Linked DNA regions of Astyanax mexicanus: region 1 is linked to region 2. The links are chromatin contacts, called in public Hi-C maps. All regions are on one chromosome and are shown on one strand. Each heading gives the region's core, a stretch centred on a gene start, on an enhancer-like site or on the middle of the called end of the contact. The rest is flanking DNA. Distances are from core to core; before and after follow the strand shown. Region 1 holds the start of tcf7l2 (transcription factor 7 like 2). Region 2 overlaps tcf7l2 (transcription factor 7 like 2).

The links. A called contact is a pair of places that touch in the nucleus more often than the background predicts.
Region 1: a contact with region 2 is called in a Hi-C map of muscle, with 19 times the contacts expected there. The contact joins the promoter of tcf7l2 here to the enhancer-like site in region 2. A contact is called at or near these places in 2 of 3 Hi-C or Micro-C datasets (both in muscle).

The regions. Positions count from the first base shown.
Region 1 is chr15:31,932,612-31,938,586 of AstMex3_surface, reverse strand. tcf7l2 (transcription factor 7 like 2) reads left to right here and starts at 4,490. Exons shown (of 15, transcript XM_049464328.1): 1 at 4,490-5,297; 2 at 5,578-5,644; 3 at 5,848-5,972. The coding sequence starts at 5,109.
Region 2 is chr15:31,857,016-31,862,891 of AstMex3_surface, reverse strand. The region is part of intron 5 of tcf7l2 (transcription factor 7 like 2); the gene reads left to right. Among protein-coding and RNA genes, the nearest start is that of tcf7l2, 74 kb to the left of the region's middle. Within about 2 kb of position 3,236, the one cell type or tissue checked has an H3K27ac peak away from gene starts, as active enhancers do.

The DNA of each region.
Region 1 (5,975 bases), core at 3,241-5,740, 74 kb before region 2:
TTCATCCTGTGTGTAATGTAGGGTTGGTGTGATAGCAGACTTTTCGCTGTCTGTGTGACTTGGCTGCAGTATTCCATATGACCACAGAGAATAAGGGCCATGAATACACACAGACACACACACACAGACATTGACACACACTCACCGTTAAGATGCAGCAGCTCAGGTGCTACATGTTTATACTGCTACTGGCCAAACGCCCCCTGATTAATGACCATCACATCCATGTCTGAAAAAGCATGCTGTTTGTTTTGGAAAACAGAGGCAGCTTTCCTGCTCTCCTTCATACATTTCCCACCATACACTGTTCTGGACACAGCAGGGGCGAGGCACGTAGGCTTGGCCGGACCGAATGTCTAGAGAGGTAGAGTGCCCTGGATGTAACCTCAGAATGTCAATTTACACTTTAGACATGATGCAAGGCTGTGCCACCTCGTTAAGTTTAATTCTATCAATTTCTAATGCATTTGTTTCCTGAAGAATGTTTATTATGTACATATGTAAAGAAAAACTGTGGAAATTTCAATTTATATATGATAATCAAACCTCTTTTCTCTAGACAGGCTGTATTTTTCTGTATTTTTAAGTCTCATATGCTTAAAAGAAAAAAACATGTATTTCCAATTTTGTCTACTTTTTGAAATCATTTGAATCTGACCACTGTTTTTACATTGTATAAAATTGTATAATGAATGAACCAATATAAATTCTTTAAATAACACGGAATATTTTTTTTACATAGATTTTTTTTCTTTCTCCTGTAAGGTTGCTGGTAGAGAGATATGATGATACATAGACTGAAGGCTTAACAGTGTGTTTAAAATCTTTGTAACATTATTTACATACTGAACTCTAAATCGGATTAGTTTGACATAGCCTTAAGAAAGAAATGGATGCTAGGAAAGCATATTGTTTTTCATTTTTAACTTTAACTTTCTTTCTGTTAAATATATTTATATGAAGGAAGCCATCAGAACTGCCATATTGTCTGTAATCTAGTCAAAATAACAAATGAACAGAATGGTAATTACATGATTTCAAAGTGGTTCTGAAATTAGCTTGCTTCTGGTTTGTATTTGCTTTTAAAACACATCATAAAAGGAATTTTGCATAACCACATAAAGCTAAACTGATTTGCTCTATTACTGTCCCCCACACACCCAATGTAACAAGCTATTAGGAGAACATTACTGTAGATATGCAGGGCATTAGTCGCCAGATATAATTTATCTGAACCCTTCTGGGGCAGAATGCTAAAATGCTTAGTGGAGCCTCTTTCACAATAGGGAAATTTGCAATTGACTACATGCGAAAAGGTTAAATGCCAAGTTCCACTTGTGAAAGCCAGAAAACTTTATACTGTTTTATTCATCTGGCTTAAAGGGTATCTGGCATAAATCAGGCTGGTGTTGCTATTAAACAGCCTTCTAAAATGCACATATTGTTACTATGAAAACAAGCGGGAAGACCATTAACAGCACCCATAATGTGCTAATTAAGAACAGAACTTTTTCAGGCAGTATGGGAAGGTGCAGGCATTGTGGGTAATTAACTGTTTGCATACTGGCTTGATTTATGCTGCTCTCCTGCAATACCCACTCCAGCGACCAGGGCTCAGCAGGTGCCATCCCAGTTTTCTGAGCAGTGTGTGTGGGGACATTCGGACAGCTGTGCTAAAATCAAAGTCTGAGTGGCCAGTCTTTTTGCCTGGGGTCGAACAGAAAAATTAAGATTTTAATTTCAAGTGCTGGCTGGACCAGTGCTAAGAACATATTCCAGACAGAAAGGCATCCAGATAAAGCTTAACAGAGGTCTAACCTGGGAGATGGCCACGGGTTTAGATTCAGCCCAACTGAAAGCAAAAGGTTTGGCTTCACAAGGCTGACACTACGCACCCAATCTGAGTGAACTCTCAGTAACCTGTGGAGGCAATCCAGGCAGATGCTGGCTAGGAGCTCCACTGCTTTGGTCTGGTATCTGCAGGCTCCAGATTTCTGAGCTAAAAAGCAAGAGAGCATCTTTCTGCTGCTGCTGACTGTACACATTGAGCACTGAGCCTTATCTGTCCATTCTGGCTCAGGCTTTTATCACAGCTGAAGGTGCATAATTAAAACAAGAAAAACGAAGCATGCTGCTTCAGTAAACAAGCAAGAGAAGTGTCATGTGTGTGTGTGTGTGTGTGTGTGTTTTGTTTACTTATGATACTTATGATATATGCAATTACTGTGTCACAATTATGTGACTAATTCCTGTCACATCAAAGCCATATATATCTTTCTCTCTCTCTCTATTTTTAGATTGTATTTTTTTGTTCTGTATTATTTTTACTTAATTGCTTATTTTTACCTCATATAAAATGTGATAATTTGGAATCGAATATTATTATATTCCAATATGCGTAGGATTTATACAAGTTTAGGGTTGTTTCCTTAGGGATGTTTCCTTGTTTCTTATAACAATGGTAAAATACTTGATACTGTATATATATATATATATATATATATATATATATATATATATATATATAGATATTTATTTATTTATTTGTGTGTCTATACTTGCATACATAACCTAGTTTTATTTGTTAATACAATCTAAAATCCCATACTTTTTATTGTATCAAAATTAAAGGTGTTACGTATTTATATAAGCAATCACAATACAAATACATACAACAATGTACTGTGTATATATAACAGTGTTGATGTAACACCTATATAATATCACATGCATTGTGCGGCACAATTGTTCTGCTCCTGTAGGCGTAATTGCTGTGTATATACAGGCTGTTATAGCATATTGCTGTGGATCTGGAAGAGCGTTGGCTGGTACAGGGTAATTACTCCATAGAGCAATCCAAAGGGCAGAAATGGAAATGATACACTGCTCCAAATTAAGTGGGAGTTAAACCTGTCTTTGTGGCCCTCTAATGCCCATATGACTGCTATTGTTTGTGTAGATGAGTCCAGTGTTGCTTTCGAGCAAACTGGACACAGGTTCTCCGAGTAGGAGGTGCTGACTGTATTACATAAAAGATAAATGTTCTGTTTGAGTGAATTATATTTGCAAAATACAATAAGGATTGGGTCAACAAGCAATAGGGCAGAGCGAGCATGCAACAAATATGGAATCGGCAAAGATTAAAAATGACAATGATTTTAAATAATATTTGCAAATAGTGTTGTGTTGGTTCTAATTAATTTGTGGCTTAGATGTCGATGTATTATGTAATTTAAACATATTTTATTTTGTATAAGTGCTTAGAATCATTTACTGTCTAGTAGGGTTGGGCGATATTGTAAAAACAAAATAATCTTGATATTTTTCGAATATATGCGCACCATTTAAATTGATGGCCAAGCCATTGTATCCTTTACATTTTATTTATTTATTTTACAAATAGTAAGTAACCCCCTTCAATCTTACATACAGCTTTTATTTTAAACATGGTGAAAACATAACATCCTTTTATTTTAGTTAAGAACAAGTGTAAATTATGTAACATTTTACATGTTTCGGACTGAAGCAAATGTTTATGTACTATGATTCCATGTAGCAGCTTATATATTTTAAGATGTACAATTTCCATTATCCTTTTTTGAAAATCACATTAATACAGTAATTCAATTAATCAAATTTGTTAGATATTCTATGGATATAGACATTCTATAGACATTCTATGGATATTTTCTACAGTATGTAACAGAGACAAATAAAGAAAAAAACAGAACAACTGCATTTATATATGATTTATATTTACATACTTTTTAAAACACATTTTTGGCAAGAAAAAAAGCAATTTTGCTGGGCACAGAGAATCCAGACCCTTATTCTTTTATTCATCCTGAATGCAGGTAGCCCTCATTAGTCTATCTGGACACTGCCGGCCCCTTCTCTTTCCACACGCTCAGTATAGAACAGGAGCACACACGCACTAGCCTCTATGCCTTTACCTGCATCACCCCTTCAGAAACCTGCTGTTTTTATACTTATAAAAAAAACATTTACATATAACAAAATAGGAATTCAATTTGAATGATCTAAATTAAAACGATTTTGTGGATATAAATTGTTAGAAACTAAAACTGTTTATTGAATCCTTTAATTGATTGAGCTTGATTTTGTTTTTTTGGTATTTTGTTTCATATATAAAAAAAATAAAAATATATTAGCTATAATGGTATCGTTTTAATTAAATAAATGAATATAACCGTGTGCAAATTCATTTCATTGTTTTGCATTATTAAAATCAGGAGTTCCCAGTTTTTTTTTTATTCCTAAAACGGAATAATAAAAAAACAAGGAAGCGAATTTAATTTAATTCCTTTGTATGAGGAGTCCGCCCGTGTGTGTGTGTGTGAGAGTAAGTAAGTGCGTGTGTGTGTGTTTTAGAAACTGGCTGAGTGTGTATTTATTATCTATCAGTCTTTTTCTTTCTCTCTCGCTCTCTCTTTTTCTGTGCAGCTTCCGCCTGCTCCGCCATTCCAGCACTAAAGCAAACAGGGCGACTCTCCTAAACTCTGCTGCTCTTCACCAAAGCTGCCTTTTCCTTCCCTGCTTTTCAAACTAAAGCCTCTCTCTCTTTCTCGCTCTCTCTCTCTCGACTGCTCGTTTCCTCAAGCCCTTTTTTTCTCTCTCGCTCTCTCCCTCTCTCTCCCACACTCTCTCTCTCTCTCTCTCTCTCTCTCCCTCCAATACTTTCCTGCCCCTCTCTATTTATGAAAACGTCACTTCAAGTCCCTCCCTGTTTGAATCTCATTAGTTTCTTGTGTGTTTCTCCCTGTCAATAATCCCGAATCCAGACTCTCTCTATTTCCATCCCTCTCTATCTGTCAATCAGCGCCGCCTTTGAACTGAAAACCACTCCGACCAACTTCAACTCACTCAATCCGAGCGCCTCGGCTCCATCTCCGGCTTCTTTTCCTGCCAAGATCCCCCCTCTTCTTCTTCTTTTTTTGAGTTTTTCTACTAGCCGCCAGAGCTCGGGAAACGCCAGGGCAGACCCCCTGAAAACTACTCCTTAAAAAAAGAGACTCTGGGATTCGGGATCGCGGAGATCAAGGCTTTAAAAACTTTGCGTTTTTCGCCCCCCAAAATTGCTCGGGAAAATGCCGCAGCTGAACGGCGGTGGAGGGGACGATCTGGGCGCGAACGATGAAATGATTTCGTTCAAAGACGAAGGAGAGCAGGAGGAAAAGATCTCGGAGAACTCTTCTGCAGAAAGGGATTTAGCAGACGTCAAGTCTTCTCTTGTGAACGAGTCGGAGACGAACCAGAACAGCTCCTCGGACTCGGAGGTAAGCGGGTAAAAAGTGGAGTAGTGGAGGATCCGAGCGGAGCTCCATATTTTTACTATTATTCCTCCACACACTTCTGCTAGTTCTGCTGCTAATGTTGTTGTTAATGTTAACTTAACTGTTAACCTAGCAACCGTTGTTGTGTGTGTTTTTGGTGGCGGCTAGCTAGTTAAAGCTAAGCCGCGTAGGTAACGTTAGTTAGCTAACTTTACTAACTAATAAAGTCGCTTTTCCCAGCGTGTTTCTAAAGCGCTGTCCCTGTGTTTGGTTGCATTTGAAGGCGGAAAGACGGCCTCCGCCTAGGTCGGAAACTTTCAGAGACAAAACACGAGAAAGTTTAGAGGAGGGTGAGTGAGTCTGCTCTTTTCTCCGCTCTAACTACACAAATAATACACCACACTTCTTTACTCTCTTTTAGCCTCTGTGTTTCATAACACGAGAACCTATCTCGTAGCCTTACTGTGAAAAGTACAAACACACAAAGAGAGACGGAAAGTTTATTTGAAGGTGCCTAAAAGAAAGTTTTCTTCTTTTCCCCCCGCCATGTTAGCTGCGAAAAGGCAAGATGGAGGGCTGTTCAAGAGCCCCCCGTACCCGGGCTATCCATTTATAATGATCCCCGATCTAACGAGCCCCTACCTCCCCAACGGATCACTCTCTCCGACGGCACGCACAGTA
Region 2 (5,876 bases), core at 1,987-4,486:
TGTATAAATAGTGGCAAAAATTCATAATTAACATTAATTAATATTTTTATATTGGCACATTTTAAGTTTAATATATATATATATATATATATATATATGTATATATATGTATATATATGTATGTGTATATATGTATATGTGTATATATATATATATATATATATATTTTTTTTTTACTGAATTTCTTTAGAATACTGCAAATATTATATTTAACATGTAAATTCTCTAACCGTAAATTAGATTTTCATTTTTTTCACACAAATTGCAGAAGTGTACATAGAAACAATTGCATTTTAGAAAAAATATATAAAAAAAAGAAATAAAACTGCCTGTGTTTTTTGTGTGAATGTAAAATAAAACGGCAAAGAAAAACTGAAAGCGAAAACTGAAAACTCTTAAGCGGCTTTTCTTATTTCGGTTCAGAGACGGTGGCCGTGCTGGTCACCTCGGGCCGGAGGGGTCGGATCGGCACCTCCAGAACAAAAGCCCAATTTAGAATGTTCATCTAAGGGTTGCTAATGGTATTAGGGGACCGGCAGGGTGGTCAGCAGGAGCCCGCCGCTCCAAGGTGAAGCCACAGCTTGACCCGGACCCGCACCGATTCACGGCTGAGACAGTATTAGGGGCTTCGCATCTGTCATTTCTCTGCCCCCCGTCAGCGCCTTTTTATTCCACTGTTTATTCCACTGTTTTTAGACTAAAGGACAAAAAGAAATGAGCCAAACTTTAGAAACAGCTCAGCCGCTGACGGCTCTTCTGATGATGTGTGCGAAAGCCGACCAGAGTCCCGGCCCAGCGGTGGTAGTCAGGAAAGATTCTTCCGCTGCTAGATTTCATTCGCTGATCTTAAATTTACTCAATCTCTGATGGTGGAATTGCAGTGTTTTTTTTTTAAATATTAGTGCATAGTTGTGAGTGTGTGTGTGTATTTTGGGCTGTATGGGATTTGATTGCAATGGACCGCATAGTGACAAGTGAGCTGGATTAAATGGCACATTACTCGGCCAATTTATGTAACAAACCCTAAAAGGTAAGATTCTTTGTAATGAAGCTGCTTTATTGTGGAGTGTTTAAAATTGTATTTATTTGATTATATATCTTGGGTTTTAAGTATTGAAATGTTTATATTGTGTTCTTTGCTGTAGTATTATCTTTAGCGGTATATCCGGCAGTTTGTGGTCAGAATTTGGGCTTGTGATTTACGACGGCATGTGTGTGTTTTTGGGTTTAACGCTGTGTGTGTGGTCCGGGATGAGCGCTTTGTGCCGACTCTGCCAGAAATGTGAAAAAGGAGTGTTGGAAGATGCTGTTTGAGATGAATGCTTCTCTTCAGATTTCTGTTGTAATTATTTATCAGGCGGTTCATAGTCTTGGGTTTCTTCCTTTTTCTAAGCAATTTCATTGCTATTTTTTTCTCTGTGGAATAATGAATAATGTCTAAAATTGTACTGGCTGTGAAATTAAATGGAAGACCTCTAGAGACAGGAATAAAGGTTACAATCAAAATCTGAACCTAGAAATTTGTTCAAATTGTGTTTTTGACCCTCTTATCAAAAACTGCTCAAAACGATAGGTCGGAATGATTTCTGTATTCTTTTTTTTTTCTTCCTTCCTATTATTCTTCTTCACACGCACAACGAAATCTTGCTTCATTAAAAGTGTATTAATCTGGATTTTTGTCTCCTGGGAGGCACCTTAAGATGATGTTGTGTCTTTTTCTTTAAATTGTTGAAAAAAAAATCTTGCAGATTTAGTCCCTGTCAGTCAGAAATAATTGTGTGCTTAATCTTGTCCCTGATGGATGACTCGGAGTTCAGCAACGGGCCAGCTCCAATGACAAATACAATATTAATATTCATTAACTGCTTTGACAATGCTAATTTTGATGCAGTAGTAAAGGGCCTTCCAAAGTTAGCGGCCAAAGCATCAGAGCTGCGCAAGGTGGCAAGATAATTTGTGCTGCTTTACTGAGCTGAAAGCTTTTAAAGTCTTAAGCGGGGGAAAAAAACAGAGAGAGGCTAGGTACCACAAACAAAATAAAAGAGAAAGGGAAAAAGTTCAGACGCATTGGAAGCCAGGGCTGCGGAAGTAATACGATCAAGAGACGGCTACAAAATCTGACACCTCCGATGCTGCATCTTTGAGCAAATATTTTTCCTTTTTTCCGAAACAAAAAGTTTCCACAAAAAAAGGATCGGAACATGGTAAGTCAGCACATTCTTGGTTTTGTTTAATCGTTTTGATCTTTTCAATTATCGCCATTTGAAGATCAATAGTGATTTTTTTTTTGCTATGGTTAAAAGGCTCACAGCGGTGGCATGGTGTACGGTCGGATCACGGCTTTAAGAGTGGGCTTCCTCACTTCAAGCCATCAGTTGGCCATGCTTAATTTTCCAATTGCTGGTCCTCCAGAAAGCGGAGCAGCTTGTTTTTAGTTTACAGTTCTTTATTATTTATGGCTGTTGATTTAGGCTCGTTTTTGACTGATTGACTTCAGAGTGTGGGTGCGTTTTCTTTTTTTTGTTGTTTTTTTTTCCTGGTGTCTTTAAAGATAACTGGGATTGTCTTGAAAGTTGGAAAAGCGTTAGTGTGCTTGCATGTGCAGAAGTCTTTTGTTGATAGAAATGTCAGTTTGTCTTTTTTATCCGTTTGCGATCGCCTCTGTCGCCACATCAAAATTGTGCGGCAAGTGGTGCGCGGGACCGCGGGGTGTTTGTGGCGAGGTGTCCGCAGCCAGGCTCGCTCCGGGTCGGATCGGATTACTCACTCTGAATTCCTGCACTTTCTTTCTTTCTTTTTTTTCTTCTATTTTGGTGTTTTATTTTTCCGGACGCTGTGAATGGAGCGTGGCGTTGCGGATTAATGACATGACGAGGGACACCCTGCTGCTCAAGTTTAGCCAAGTTAGGGCAACTCCTATAGAAGGGGCTCAAGTACCTTTATGCTTGGCAAGGCGCGGAAAGGAGAAGGAAAGCCCCTCTCGCTCTCTCCTACTTTTTTGTTGTTCTTTCAACTTTATAAAAGAAAGAGATGGACACAAAAGGATTTATAAAAGGGGATATGAAGATGAGCAACGGGGAGAGGGAGAGAGAGAAAGAAAGAAAAAGAAAGAAAGAAGAGGGAGAGTGCTCCTGTTCTCTCCCGCTAAGCGAGGGAGCGGGCTGAGTGCAGTGAATGAATGGGTGATTGAGGGGGAGCAGTGAGGCTGGGGCTCGGGCTGTTTGCGGCTGAAGCTGAGGCAGGCGGTCAGCGGCGGCCGTCTGAACGCTCTCCGGGCTCTGGGCTCCGGCGAGCGGCTCGGCTGCTGAGTCTGGGTGTCGTGTGTTATCGGCTGAAGCGATCAGGGCTGCAGGGCTGCTGTAGATGAGGTGCTGCCCTCCAGTGGATTAGTGGATGACATCGTGATGTGCATCTTGTTGTAGTCTAAGCACTACTGCGAGTGTCAGCATGCTTGTTTTAACCAGGAACCGAGCAGCATCAGGACCCCATCCCATATAGAGCTCTTTTAAATGGTAAGATCTGATGTTTTTATACTGTATTGCTGTGCTTATTTTGTGTGGTTTTGTTCATTTTGTCAGGTTTAGTTTGTGGGTTGCCAGGTATTTTTCTTATTTTTTCTGTGATTGATATTTAACAGTTTATACCACTTAAGTAGTTAAGTGACAGCTTGGCATGATTTGATAATGAAAGGCAGCTCTGTTTGATTGCATTGTCTGGCAGCTTCACAGCAGCGGCTTAAAAAGCCAAGAAATAGAGTGAAATATTTGAAGACATAATATCACTTTTATTCACAAAAATATTTTTTAACAATTTATTTCAGCATTAATTTGGAAGTAATAAATATTTTTTTCTATTGTAATACATGTATTTTTTTCTTAGTTATATAGATTAATTTTACCTTTTTGCATTTTTTTATTGTTAAAATATAATTCAATATTTCGTTTTTAATAATTATTTATAGTTTATAAATCAAATCATAATTTATTTAGAATGTACTGAAATGTGCATATATAGTTCAAACCTATTTAAGATTTATTTTAGTAGAAAAAGAAAATTATATGGCATCAAAATAATAGTAATAATAACCTTAAAGTAATAGTTATAATAGTATAGTTATTTATAGTTATTTTTAACTTATAAATAATAATATAATACTTAATATAATAATTAACTTATTAATAATATTTTGTATTAATACTGGTAGTAGTAATTATGCTATTATATACCATTGGGAATTTCTGTATTTGATTCTTAATTACACACATTAAATCAACAGATTTGTTATTTTTATTTGTATCTATTTCTACTGTAATCTTCTGTTTTTTTATATATATAATTTACAGATAGTGTTTAGTGTTTGTAAATGTGTGTGTAAGTGAGAAAGTTACTGCATTTGTGTGTGTATTGTGGGATGTTGTACTGTGTGCTGCCGGTCAGGAGCAGTTTACTGCAGAAGTTGCGCCCGGGCACGAGTGTGTGTGTGTAAGAGAGACAAAGGGGTTAGTGGTGGAGCGTGGCTGAATGGAGGGAAGGCAATTAGCTGCCGTGCTGCTGCCGCTCTTTTACTTGTCACGCTGCAGCCGGCTGCTTTTGTGCGAGCGGTGTAGAAGACAGTCGCAGGATTTAGTTTTGCCGTGAAGGGCCTCGGGCGTCTGCCAAAGGCTGGAGAAGAGCAGCAGACACACACTTTACTGCAGTGCTGAAACGTAAAAATGCTCCTAAATTATAGTGTATAAACGTTGTACTCTTTATACATTACTGTAAACTGTCATATATTTAGATTTTTTAAATTTTGTGTAAGAGAAATAATTTTAGCCAGGGGAAAAAAAAAAAGCGCAATGATTTTTGTGATAAAAATGACAAAGCCGATTAAAATATTTACAGCAACTGAGAGGGGGTGGTTGTTTTGACAATCTATAATTTAATTTAATAAAAAATATGAATATCTTTTTCAGCTATTCTTTAAAAACTGTTATTGTAAGCATATTTTTTAATCTAGTTCTTTTTTTGTTTAATTATATAATAATATTGCTGTCACAAAACATACTCATCTCCATTATGGTAACTTTACAATAAATTAAAAAAACTCCTTCATTTGTAATAGAAATCAATGTAAAATGCTCCATTTTAAACAACTATTCATAATGAAATGTTCATAATATATAATGTGTATGTCCAAAGTATAAGCAGGAAAAAGGAAAAAAATATCTCCGCTTTGAATTTGAATTTTTATAATATTCAATGTTTTGTTTCTAGAATTATGCTGTAAAAGCAGCAGATCCAATGAAAAAAATATATATTTACAATGAAAGTCAGTGTAAAAACATTTTATTACAAGTAAATTTTAAGCATTTATATTTATTTATTCAATGTTTAATTCTGATTACCATTTAGATTTTACTATAAGCCTAGAAAAAACGGTATTAAAATATTTAATTCTTAGTTATTTCTGAAGAATTTATGTATAGTAATACACGCCTACATAATCTTGTATAACCAAAACATTAGCCTTTCAGGAGCAATAAAATTTTTTGGACCATGTATCATTCATCATAAAATGTAAATAATAATAATAATAAATAAATAATAATAATATAACTTATTATTATTATTATTATTATTATTATTATTATTATTATTATTAAAATTGGGCTATATAATTTCTGTTGGATTATTAATCATTAATTTTTTAAAGAATGTAAAAAAAAAATGTAATTAATTCAAATTAAAATGTAGATACAAGATGTGACATAGTGGTGAACACACTGTCTCTTTCTTTTTTTTCTTCCCACTGATCAAGCAGCCCGATATGGAGGCAAATCGCACCACAGTTTTGGCATATTTAGAGGAATTTTGTGGAGCAAAGTGAAGTGTGT